4 separate regions of the Mus musculus genome follow, and regions 2, 3 and 4 are each linked to region 1. The links are chromatin contacts, called in public ChIA-PET and HiChIP or PLAC-seq maps. All regions are on one chromosome and are shown on one strand. Each heading gives the region's core, a stretch centred on a gene start, on an enhancer-like site or on the middle of the called end of the contact. The rest is flanking DNA. Distances are from core to core; before and after follow the strand shown. Region 1 holds the start of Rnf111 (ring finger 111). Region 2 holds the start of Aldh1a2 (aldehyde dehydrogenase family 1, subfamily A2). Region 3 holds the start of Aqp9 (aquaporin 9). Region 4 overlaps Gm32511 (predicted gene, 32511).

Region 1 (2,833 bases), core at 267-2,766:
TGCTTACTATGCTGGCTGAGGACCCAATCGGGACTCAGCACCTATACAGGGCAGTGCAAAACCTCCTTTAACTACCACTCCAGAGTACTAGGTCCTCTTCCGGCCTCAGAGGCACCTGCACTCACATGTACAGACCCCACACACTGGTATATACGCACATGAAGGTTTTGGGGTTTGTTTGGGTTCTTTAACGTAGACTCAAAAGCTAAGTAAAATCAGAATTCTTGAAAGGACATCTGTATTAAGTCACGTGAGAGCTATTGCAAAGACAAATGGTAAAGATATGAGGAACCTCTGTTCATCTTTTTTTTGATTTTGCTCTCTTTGGTTAAAGAGGTCCCCAAAACAAGAAAATTAAAGATAAAAGTGCCAAATGGAACTAAGTTTGGATCAAGTCAGGTTCAAGAGCTGTCAGAACTCTGACAATGAGGTCTCTGTCAGCTGGCTCACTCACTGCTACTCAGGAGTTCTAAACTCATTCTGTACATAAATCAAGGAACAGGAAAGCTCTCAACAATACAATGGAGTCACCCCAGACATGAGCAAATTAAGTGAAGGCGCTAGCTACAACTTCCTGGTTTTTTGGTTTTTGGTTGTTGTTTTTTTTGGACGCTAAAAAGTCACACTTTTTTTTTAAAATTATCTATAAAGCTCTATAATCTAAGAAGTGTGGTGACAAACCTCTATTTCTCCAGAACAAAAACCGATATTTCCACCGCACCACTGCTGACTCCGATCAATTATCTAGGCAGGATAAAGAAAACATCTTTTTTTAATGACTAACCAGCCAACTCCACACAATATCAGACGCGCCTGTCTTCTGCTCCGCGGACTGCGCGTGCCCGCCCGCACCGGGCGGCTCCCGGCTCCAGCCGGGGTTACCTTCCTCACTCCATTGTCACCCCCACTCCTCGGCCCTGAGCCCCAGTCCCGCTGGCGAGCGGCGGCCCCGGGGCGCAATCCCCTCACCCACCCCCTCCCAAGAGGCCGTGGGTGTGTCCGCGGGCGGACTCTTGCCCGGACACAATGAGCCACTCCGCGCCGTCCGGGACCCGCGGTCATTCCCCTGTCGCCGACCCGGGCCGGCCGCCGCGGCCCTTCCTCTTTCTCCCTCCTGCTCGGCCCCTCCCCCGCCGCGCGCAAGCGCCACCGCGCCGCTCCCCTCCCCCGCACCCCCCCCCCTTCCGCCGGCGCCCTCACCCGAGTCCGCAGGCCCCGTGCGGCCAGGTCCCGGACTCGCTGGCGCGGGGCTGGGGAACAGCGCTCGGCCGGGTGAGGCTGAGGCGGGCCGGGCGGCTCTCCTCAGGAGGGCGTCTGTCAACACCGCCGCCGCGGAGCGTGAGGCTGAGCCTGGCTCGGCTGGACCCGGCTCCGAGCACCCGATCGCGGCCCACGCGCGCTCGCGACCCTGAACGGCCGGCGTGCCTTACGCCGCGCAGCACCAGCGCCCCGCCACCATCGCCGTCGCCGCCGCCGCAGCCTGGGCCGGCCCTCCCCGACTGCGCGAGCGCGACACCGGGGCCCTTTTACGACAGTTCGGAAAGCGAGCGCTCCGGACCCTCACGCCCTCTCACAGCAGTATGTCTGCGCATGTGCGGGCCAGGGACCGCCCCCCTGCGTCCCAGTCCTTCCTCTTTGCACTGGCTTAGGCGAACTGTTGGCCCAGTGGGACTAAGTTAAAAATAAGGTGGTTGGGTTCACTTTCTTCCGTGATTTCGGGCTCAACAGTGCTTCAGCATAATTCCGCCTACGTACTGGTTGCTTTTTCTCAAACTAAAAATTATTCCAGCTTACTGATTGCACTAGTCGCGCCTTTAAATAAAAAAACAAAAAAACACGGGTTAGTGTCTTTCTCAGCAGATGATACCCAAAACAGAGATCTCATCTCACTGGTGAAGTGAATTTTCAAAATCATTTCAAATGTATTATTAGGTAGCCTGGGAGCTATACAATCGCAGATGACTTCTTAATTGCCTCACAAAACCCAGAAGATTGCAGTTTTTATTGTGTGCCCTAGAAGGATGTAAGGACAGAGAGTGGGCTCTGCAGTCAATCAGACAGATTTCCGGTCAGAAAGCAAAGTGAGGGTGCCCAAGCTGACTTATTAACACCTTTATAAATCTCAGTTTCCTCTTCTATAAAACATGATAGCCTTATATGCTTCAAAATGATCTTGTGAGGTCAAATATGACGACTTAAAGTACCTTATATTACCAATTAAGTATTTAACAAGCATTAATAACCTCCTTCTACATCAGCTCGTCGATAATATTCACTCATGTTCTCCATATTTAGTGAAGGTGATTTTTTGGCTTGGTTTGGTTTGGTTTTGGTTTTTCGAGACAGAGTTTCTCTGTGTAGCCCTGGCTGTCTTGGAACTCACTCCAGAGACTCAGAGATCCACCTGACTCTGCCTCCCAAGAACTGGGAGTATTTTTAAATTTTAAAAGAAGAAGAAATGGAAAACATTGGATTTGGATTTCCTCAGCCTCCCTAGTTGCTGCCCTCTACAAGTAGAATTCTATCGGGACTATCAAAGCCCAGGACTTTTTTGTTTTGTTTTGTTTTGTTTTGTTTTGTTTCCGGGCTTGGTTAGGTTTGGTTTTTTTCGAGACAGGGTTTTTCTGTATTGCCCCGGCTTTCCTGGAACTCACTCTGTAGACCAGGCTGGCCTCGAATTCAGAAATCTGCCTGCCTCTGCCTCTGCTTCTGGGACTAAAGATGTGTGCTTCTTGGGTTGGGGACTTTAGGTTAGAGGCAAGACTTGTCTGTTCTGATCAGGTAGAGTTTTTGAAGTGTCTAATGTTTACCCAAAGGCTTGAACTTAGTTGGT
Region 2 (2,842 bases), core at 157-2,656, 710 kb after region 1:
AACTTGAACTTCTAATCCTCTTGCCTCCATCCAGTGGGATGCTGGGAATTACAGGCATGCATCTCTACCCCAGTTCAAGGTGGTGCTGGCAACTAAACCCAGCGTTCTAGGCAAGCACTCTACCTACAGAGCTACCTCCCCACCATTCTTCTTATTCTTTCTCAGTCTTCTACAGCTTAAATAAAGGCGATTCTTAGGAGTATATTCGGTTATTAAGACACACTCTTTGGCCATAAACGTTCCCTGTGAATAGGAATTTTTCAACTGCCTAAATTAGGCTGTATTGTTGCTCTAGGACGACGACGTAGTGCTTGCTCGGTCACTTTAGGCAGATACCCTATAAAGAGTTCTCGGAGCCTGGAACTTGTCTCACAAATTCAATTAAGACAACAGCATTCTGTCTGCACAGAATCTAAGCACCAATCATTTACGGAATTTTAGTTAATGAACACATCTAAAGTAAGTGTTTTGTAGTGAACAACATGCAAAGAAATGATTGAGCAAGAGCGAAGCAGTTGCTTGGGAGTTGAGAGTCTTCCATAGAAAAACAGGAAGAGTCAGGTTGGATAAGGCTGTGGGATTTTCATGGGGATAGAGGCAGAAAGCCCTATAAAGAGCTATCTATATGGGCTCGTGATATTGGTCCAATGATTCTCCCACGCTATCTGGAGTGAACTGTCTAGGCTACTGATTCCTGATCAGCGCCCATCTTTACTCAACTATAAGGCTGCTTGTAAGACGAGAAGGGATGGAGATGGAAGCTCAACCCGGAGATTCTGACAGGAAGAGCAACAGAAAATCCCAAGTGTTTCCCGGTGTGGATGGGAAGAGGAAAGGAAAGGGCTGGAAGGAGACCATCAAGACCTGGAATATCCAGGCAACCCAAGGCAGATGAAGCCCACGGCCTCAGGCACAACTAGGCCGCGGGGCCGGCAGAGGGCAGCAGTTGGGCTGAGAAGCCTGGTGGGGGCCAGCGCGGCGTCGGCGGTTCCAGAAGGTTCTCCTTGGGAGTGTGGGGAGCATCTATCACCCCACCCAGCGGCCACGCGCCCCTCGCGCCACGCGGAAGGCTGAGCGAAAGCTCTTTCGGGCTGCTCGGGACCCCGGGGGAGGAGAAGAGCGAGTGTTAGGAAGGGCGCGGGGCTCGGCGGGGCCGCGGCTCGGGCGCCTCTCCTCCCGGCCGACCAGCGCTAAGGCTCGCGGGGCTGCCATCGGCCAGCGCGGTCCCGCCGAGGCTGCGCTCCGGCCGTCGAGGCCCCCCCGGGCGCGCCCGCGGGAGCGTGGGCCGCGGACTTGACCGTGCGGGCGCCGCGCGCGGCCGTATGCAAATGTCCTCCTGGGCCGGCCCCCCGCGCCTGTGGGCCGCACGTCCAATAAGAAGCGCCCCCCGCTTGACACCTGCCTATATACAGCGAGCGCGCCCCGGCCGCGCAGCGCCCCGCGCACACCCACCCGTGGCCGCCCATGACTTCCAGCGAGATCGCCATGCCGGGCGAGGTGAAGGCCGACCCCGCCGCGCTCATGGCCTCGCTGCAGCTCCTGCCGTCGCCCACGCCCAACCTCGAGATCAAGTACACCAAGGTAAAGCCGTCCGGCGGACGCTTTCTGGAAGCATCCTCTGGATCCCTTCAGAGGCCGGGGGCCCGGAGGTCGCCTGTCATCTCCGCGCCTCCGCGGGGACCGCGATGCGGGCTTCTCAAGTCCCGCCCCGGTTTAGGGAGCGTCTTGGGAGAACCGGTCCCAAACAGAAGGCAGCGCGGGGATCGCCAGCGGCGGCGGACGGTGGTGACGACCTCGGGACTGCCTGGGGAGGTGGGATTTCCCAGAGCAGACCTGGGTCTGGTTCTGGAGTCCCCTATGACTCTTTAGAGCCGGCTAGGGTCCGGTCCTAGATGTCCCTAGGGCAGAACGAGGCTTAGTTCTGGGGTCCCTTAGAGCTCAGGGCAGACCGGAGTCCGGTTGTGCGAGCCCCCAAGTTTTATCAGAGCAAATGGAGTTTGGCTCTGGGGTCCCCCAGGTCTCCTCAGAGCAGTCCGGGCTCTGGCTTGAGGAGGGTGTTCCCCTGGGTTTCCTCAGAGCCCACCGGGGTGCAGTTCTCCCTGTCCCTCGGTCTCAGAGCAGAGTGGGGTTCACCGCCAGGGTGGCATTGCGGTCCGGTGTCGCCCCGCGGTCCCTCGGGTCCGGAGGTGCGCGGCCGCGCGGGCTTATCTTCCCTCAGAGCGGAGTCGCTGAAGGGTTGTCAGGACCGGAGTCCCACAGACTTCGCGGGGACCTGGCCGAGACGCAGTAGGTCTATGCCAGGATTTCCTCGGGATTTTGTAGGCAATGGACATTTTAGAAAAAGGGAAAATAACTCAAGTCACATAAATTAGCGAGCTCACTTTTGCACTGATAAGCCTAATGATTTTTTTCCTAACGAATTCTGACATCTTAGTTTGTCAAGCACGAATTATTGTTGTTAAACTGCATTAAAAAGCAATACACGCCTGCTGCCCCATGTGACTTGATCCCCTACCACTCCACCGTTCTCAGGGAAAAAAAATCCACGGGGGAAATTTGTGAAATACATACACAAAGGGATTGAATGTTATAGCAAAAAGGCGACTGTAGCCTTTAAAGCCACACTTCTTGAGAGTTCATTTTAGAATTTTTTTTTTTAATTTGATTTTCATTCCTACCGCAAACTCTCGCCAGTTAACTGCAGCGCGCGCACACGATACAGCTGATAAGTGTTCCATCGCGGGCATTACACTATACGCGAAAAGCAGAGAAGTTAAGTTGTTCGCATGTGACAACTGTTACGGTTGAAAGAGAAATGCAAAAACATCGTTTCTGAATTTTT
Region 3 (2,942 bases), core at 413-2,912, 660 kb after region 1:
AGGCATTCTTCTGGTGTGTCTGAAGACAGCAGCAGTGTACTCATATAAATAAAAGAGAGAAATATTTGAGAACGAGAAGCTGAAATTATACCTGAAGTAAGAGTCTCCCTGTCTCTCTGTCTCTCTCTCTGGCAGGTGTGTTTTCTAAAAAATTAAATAAGCCGGGTGTGGTGGCACACACCTTTAATCCCAGCACTCGGGAGGCAGAGGCAGGCGGATTTCTGAGTTCCAGGCCAGCCTGGTCTACAAAGTGAGTTCCAGGACAGCCAGGGCTATAAAGAGAAACCCTGTCTCGAAAAACCAAAATAAATAAATAAATAAATAAATAAATAAATAAATAAATAAATAGATAAATAGAAATAAATAGCTGTCCCATTTTAAAAAAAGCCTGAGGCCAGGGCTCACACCAGTTCAGAAAGTAGCAATAGTTTCTGGTCTCTGTTTTATTCTTTGTTTTGTTTGTTTTCATAGCTGAGCCAATCTCTTTTTGAGATTCTTAGGCCTGTCCATGTTTAACTCTATGAAGTTCAATTTAAAGACCTTGAGAGATTTGCTCAAGTCAAGTTCAATCAAAAGGGAGAAATTATATGAAACCAACACAAGGCTACACACACACACACACACACACACACACACACCATACTAACCCCAAGTTCTGATTTACTAAGTAGGTCCGGTGAGATGACTCACGAGATAAAAGTCCCTGTTGCCGGGCCTGATGACCTGAGCTCCATCCCTAGAGTCCACATGGTGGAAGGATGGTGGAAGGAGAGCTGACTCCAGCAGGCCATTTTCAGATGCACTTGTGTGCATTGGTGCACACACATAAATAAATAAATAAACAAACAAACAAACAAATAAATAAAACTGCCAGGCCATTTTCAGATGCACTTGTGTGCATTCGTGCACACACACAAATAAATAAATAAATAAATAAACAAACAAACAAACAAACAAAACTGCCAGGCACCTCTCTTGGCAGCCTGTTCCACGCTATCTATTGACCATTAATGTTTGTTTCAGATGACTCAGTCACCAAATGGGAAGCAATGTCTAGCAACTCTTTCATCATAAAAGCCACTTTGAGACATTTTAAAATGAAGAAGTACTCCCCTTCCCCCTTCTCCACTCCTATCAACTGTCTTGGCTACACGTTAAGAGCGAACGAAGCTCTTAATGGTCACCAAATAGTCAAGTAACCTAGAAAGTGACTTGCTGCCTCCTAGAAGGGACTGGAACTGATAATCAGGGAAAACAAAAAAACAAACGCCCTGCTCCAGACGCCTGGCAGCCAGGAAGGCGGGGTTAGGTCTGAACTGGGAAAATGGAAATCGAGCAATACTCACAATCATTATAAAGGTGCCCAGGAACTCAGAGAGTGTCTCCTTAGCCAGACAGCTCTTCAGGGCCAGCCTCTGCACGAGGTTCTTCTTGGCTCGGTCCTTCTCAGAAGGCATCTTGGGGTTTCTGCCAGAGGTAAGCTTTCCACCAAGGTCTGCTCGCTCAGTTTCCTGCCTTCACTACCACATGAAAACCAAACCAAACAAAAAAGAATTTTAAAAAAACCAAGCTCACTTAGCTCTGCACGGATCTCTGGAGGCGACTAAAGAGATACCTGACTGTGTCAGAGAGCCTGTCCTAATTAGGAACTGTGACTTAATCCTTGTCTGCCTCTGCTGTCAGCCCCTCCCTCCCTCCCAGCTCATTGCTATTTGTTTGCATTAATGAGTTATAATTCCAAATCCTCAAAATGACTCTTTTTGTACTTGACAGATTAATCATTACCTTTATTCTCTGTTCTCTGGCTACTTTTTCTCTGTTGGCTTTCTTTCTTTTTTTTTTTTTTTTCCAGGAGATGAGAAAAGAGATGCTACGTTGGTTGGGTTGCCAAACCAGAGATGGGCCTTGGTCCAGAAGAGATTTACCTGTTACACAACTTCAGCCTTCTGATGATTTGTTTTCTCCTATTCGGAAGTGGGCAGTTTGGGTGTAATTTAGAATAGTTCAATCAGGTATAGACACCTTCACTGTGAACATTCTCTCCTGAAGGTTTTCTTCCAAACTGGAGAGTGTAAGGGAAAGAGACTAGGCTGGCTCTAGTAGTGCCTCGGGGAGTTCATGGGACTGCTGGAGTCTTTCTGAAGGGCTCCAGAAATAACTAAATTAACTTATGGAAGGGCAGTTTAAAGGCTCCGAAATGTAAGTTTATGGGGCATTGGGTTAGTGCTGCCTTTAATCCCAGCGCTGGGGGTAGGGTGGGGGGTGAGGTGTGTGTGTGTGTGTGTGTGTGTGTGTGTGTGTGCAGAGACAGGTTGATCTCTGTGAGTTCAAGGGCCCAGCCTGGTCTACATGAGTTCCAGGACAGTTGGGGCTATATAGAGAAACCCTGTCTTGAGAGGAAAAAAGGGGGGGGAGGAGGGAGGGAGGGAAAGAGGGGGGAGGGGAGGGGAGGGTGTTAAGGTGTTTATGGGACAAGATGGGAACTCCCTCTTGTTCACTGAAGTGGTCTCCCTATCTGGTAAACAGAGTTTAGGATTCAAGAATCAGAAAGATAGAGAAAGCAGAGGACTGGAATTCTAGCCCTCTGACCAGTCAATCCCATCCCAGTTAAAGAAGAGAGGAGTAACTATGCCCCACTAAGGTATCTAGTTTAAATCTGATGAATTAACATCCTCACAGGCAACAGACTACATCTTATAATAGCTTCTTGACCTGATCAATAAGCAAGCCCTGATTTCCAAAGCTGGTTTGTCTGAAAAGACGGAATTGGAGGCAGTAGTCTCTAAACACCCCCAGGCAGTCCACTGACTTGAACCCATGCTATGCTCCCTCCCTCCCTCCCTCCCTCCCACCCTCCTTCCCTCCCTCAGAGCAGCCTGCCCAGTTCCCAGTCTTCTTTGGGGCCCTCCTCTACCTTTGCAGGAGGCCCTCAATCATTTCCA
Region 4 (2,836 bases), core at 102-2,601, 680 kb after region 1:
CATAAAAGAATTAATAGAAATGCTGCATACTAAATATGGCTCTTCTCTGAAAGTAGATTTTTAATCGAGTGGAACTGGTTGAGACTCAATATGTTGTCTTCATGCTTGGCAAGATGGCACTTAAATAATCCTGACTCTCAAAAGTCTGAGGCAGGAAAGTTGAAAGTTCAAGGTCAACCTGGTCTACAGAGTAAGTTCCAAGACAGCTTGGGGTCCATAGTGAGACCCTGACTCAAAGGAAAAATGAGAAAGGGGGTAAGGGAAGGGAAAGAGAGAGAAGGGGAGGGGAGGGGAGAGAAGAAAAGAGAAAAAGAGAAAGAGAAGGAGGAAGAGGAGGAAGGGAGGGAGGGAAGAAGAGAAACAAAGGTCCTGGAAGATGTCTCACATTCCAAGTTCACTCTGGCTTAGAACCAGGATGCCCACTTTTCAGTTTACAGTGTGAAAGGTGGCTGTTTTACTCCTGTTGGCACTTGTGCATGCCTCCTAGGCAGAAAATTCTACACATGTGGGGTCTTAGAATCTTAGAAAACATGGACTGGAACAGGGAACTGGCTGCCTTTACCTGCTCCTCAAAACCTTATAACCAAAGTTCTCCTGTACCTAAAGGCTACTCCCCCCAAAAAGGAGTTACTTCACACTCCATACCTGGGGTTTCTACTTCCTGGTCCCAAGATACATCTTCCCAAAGTTAATGCCTTCCATCTTGGGATTCTATTTCATACTCTTCTTTCCTAAGCCAGGTTTTGACCTTATGAATCTTCTCCTACTTTGGATCCGTAGGTCTCACCTTTCCTAATGCTGCAACCCTTTAATACAGTGCCTTTTGTTGTGATGATCCCCAACCATAAAATTATTTAACTGCTACTTCATAACGGCAACTTTGCTACTAATTATGGGCCATAACGTAAGTATCTGATATGTAAGAAATTTGATATTTGACCTCTGTTAAAGGGTCATTCAATCCCCCCAAAAGGGTTGTGACCCACAGATTAAGAACCACTGCTTTAGATAGTGCTGCTCCTCACAAATCTTGGCAGTCACTATGCCTTCCCATACGTAACCCAGAAACCCTTTGTAACTCACAGTCCAGCATCCTCACTCTCATCACTTTGCCTTGGAGGGGATCCAGACCCTGGCCCAGTTGAGGTACTTGCATTAATTTTGGGGACCTACCCCAGAAAGGAACCAGTTCCCTGGTCATGACAGGCACTCAGGGCAAGCAGTGATGGAGATCTTTTCTTTGCTTTTGAGAGAGATTAAGAGTTCAGGCTTGATCCTAAAGACCCCAGAGTTAGAGACCTTGGTTTCCTCTTTCTCTTCTAGCACTTAGCAGTTATGAAACTTTCAATGGGGAAGAGCAGTTTTGCCCTTCAGTTTCCCCATTTGCACAAAAGAGATTATCATAATGCAAACCTTACAGGCCAGCTCTGTGTAGTAAATTAATTATATAGTCACCATTCATGGGATGCTTAGTACTTACCACATGGTCACGTTTCTTTCCGTCAATACTTTTTCTAAATTCCAAATACCACCCCCCCCCCCACCCCGTGTTATCACGAATGGCAACATTGTGACCTCAGATGTTACAACATGCAAGTGAGTGATTATAGTTTCAGAATAACGCCCTGTTGATACACAATGCAGGGCAGATGAGATTAGATAGGATAAGCTTGTTTTACATTAGTTCCATGCAGATACCACTCAGTTCGATGAGGCACCCCAGAAATACTTTCATAAATATCATTCTGTGTTCCTTTATATCATAGCCAGGAAAATCATGATGTGAAAGGAGGCATTAAAGAGAACCCCCCCCCCAAAAAATGATACATACACAGTTCCTAGAAACTGGACACATGCCTTGCCGTGTTATCACAAAAAGATCTACATTCAAACTCACATCCTCTGGGTTTTTAACAGCTGGGCCCTGTTTCCAGCCTTGTCACTGCATTTAAAGAGTTGGAAAGGGGTTTCTTGGCACTTGCCTAGAATGAAGAACACTAGAGGAGTTTTGCTCTGTGCCAAGATTTTTTTAAGACCTGAATCCATGCTTTCCTTTAGATTGCTTGCTGCACCCTCTTCTGATGGATCTGTGAAACGCAACCTCGGGCCCTTTGGCTCCACTTTCTTCCTTGCTAGCAAAATAGTTCCCAACATTTTGGCCACATTCATAGATGACTACCAGGGGACTTATAAAATTTCTACTAAGACACCATGCGTTTATACAACTCGATTTTCTTTGAAACTAGTAGTTTTCATTAGTATCTTCAAGTATTCTGTGAAGCTGGTCCTTTAGCTTCTTTGGCTACTTTTAGGTTTCTCTTTGAGCCTCACCTCTGGTCTCTGGGTTTCCTCATACTCAACGCCACCCCAACCCCGCCTCTGAGACCTTGAGGGCTGGAACATCATGAAATTTGATTCTGATCTCACATAGCAACTGCTAAACCATATGTCATACCAGGGATTCTAACCCATCTTCCCCCTGAACTCTCATAGAACTTGTCGAGTAGCTAAGCTAGCTGGCCAGTGAACTCCAGTCATCTGTCTGTCTCTGCTTTCCTAGTATTTGGTTTATAAGTACACTCCACCATGTTTAACTTTTTCTTTTTGCGTGTGCATCCTGAGGATTTGAACTCAGGTCCCTGTGCCTCTCTTTTCTGACTGGGCCTTGTCCCCAGCCTTCACCTTACCCATTTCTGGCTGACAATCCTGTTCTCTTGTTCTCCTGGGTCTTAAATTTGGAGTTAAGGGCTGGAGAGATGGCTTGGTGGTTAAGAGCACTGACTGTTCTTCTGGATGTCCTGAGTTCAATTCCCAGCAACCACATGGTGGCTCACAA

Evidence for each region. ChIA-PET counts read pairs in DNA pulled down with a chosen protein or histone mark. HiChIP or PLAC-seq counts read pairs in DNA pulled down with a chosen protein or histone mark.
Region 2: an H3K27ac HiChIP or PLAC-seq map of large pre-B cells shows a contact between it and region 1, with 6 times the contacts expected there. The contact joins the promoter of Aldh1a2 here to the promoter of Rnf111 in region 1. A contact is called at or near these places in 2 of 39 promoter capture datasets (neural stem cells and pre-B cells) and 2 of 115 datasets of contacts at active chromatin or transcription factors (embryonic stem cells and large pre-B cells).
Region 3: an RNA polymerase II ChIA-PET map of memory CD8 T cells shows a contact between it and region 1, with 22 read pairs. The contact joins the promoter of Aqp9 here to the promoter of Rnf111 in region 1. A contact is called at or near these places in 4 of 39 promoter capture datasets (the HPC-7 cell line, HPC-7-derived erythroid cells, erythroid cells and 1 more), 5 of 115 datasets of contacts at active chromatin or transcription factors (astrocytes, bone marrow-derived macrophages, forebrain and 2 more) and 1 of 9 other capture datasets (liver).
Region 4: an H3K4me3 HiChIP or PLAC-seq map of bone marrow-derived macrophages shows a contact between it and region 1, with 4 times the contacts expected there. The contact joins the enhancer-like site here to the promoter of Rnf111 in region 1. A contact is called at or near these places in 4 of 39 promoter capture datasets (the HPC-7 cell line, HPC-7-derived erythroid cells, erythroid cells and 1 more) and 6 of 115 datasets of contacts at active chromatin or transcription factors (astrocytes, bone marrow-derived macrophages, extraembryonic endoderm stem cells and 3 more).

What each region holds. Positions count from the first base shown.
Region 1 is chr9:70,502,259-70,505,091 of GRCm38.p6, forward strand. It overlaps Rnf111 (ring finger 111), which reads right to left and starts at 1,517. Exons shown (of 15, transcript NM_033604.3): 1 at 1,201-1,517; 2 at 682-744.
Region 2 is chr9:71,214,383-71,217,224 of GRCm38.p6, forward strand. It overlaps Aldh1a2 (aldehyde dehydrogenase family 1, subfamily A2), which reads left to right and starts at 1,407. Exons shown (of 14, transcript NM_009022.4): 1 at 1,407-1,581. The coding sequence starts at 1,465. It overlaps Gm3458 (predicted gene 3458), which reads right to left and starts at 1,004. Exons shown (of 4, transcript NR_110518.1): 1 at 865-1,004.
Region 3 is chr9:71,161,627-71,164,568 of GRCm38.p6, forward strand. Aqp9 (aquaporin 9) reads right to left here and starts at 1,663. Exons shown (of 6, transcript NM_022026.3): 1 at 1,347-1,663. The coding sequence starts at 1,457.
Region 4 is chr9:71,178,125-71,180,960 of GRCm38.p6, forward strand. It overlaps Gm32511 (predicted gene, 32511), which reads left to right. Exons shown (of 6, transcript NR_110517.1): 4 at 57-190; 5 at 781-904. Among named protein-coding and RNA genes, the nearest start is that of Gm32511, 11 kb to the left of the region's middle. Within about 2 kb of position 1,352, at least 22 of the 459 cell types and tissues checked have an H3K27ac peak or open chromatin away from gene starts, as enhancers often do. A contact at or near this core is called in bone marrow-derived macrophages and erythroid cells, where this site is marked.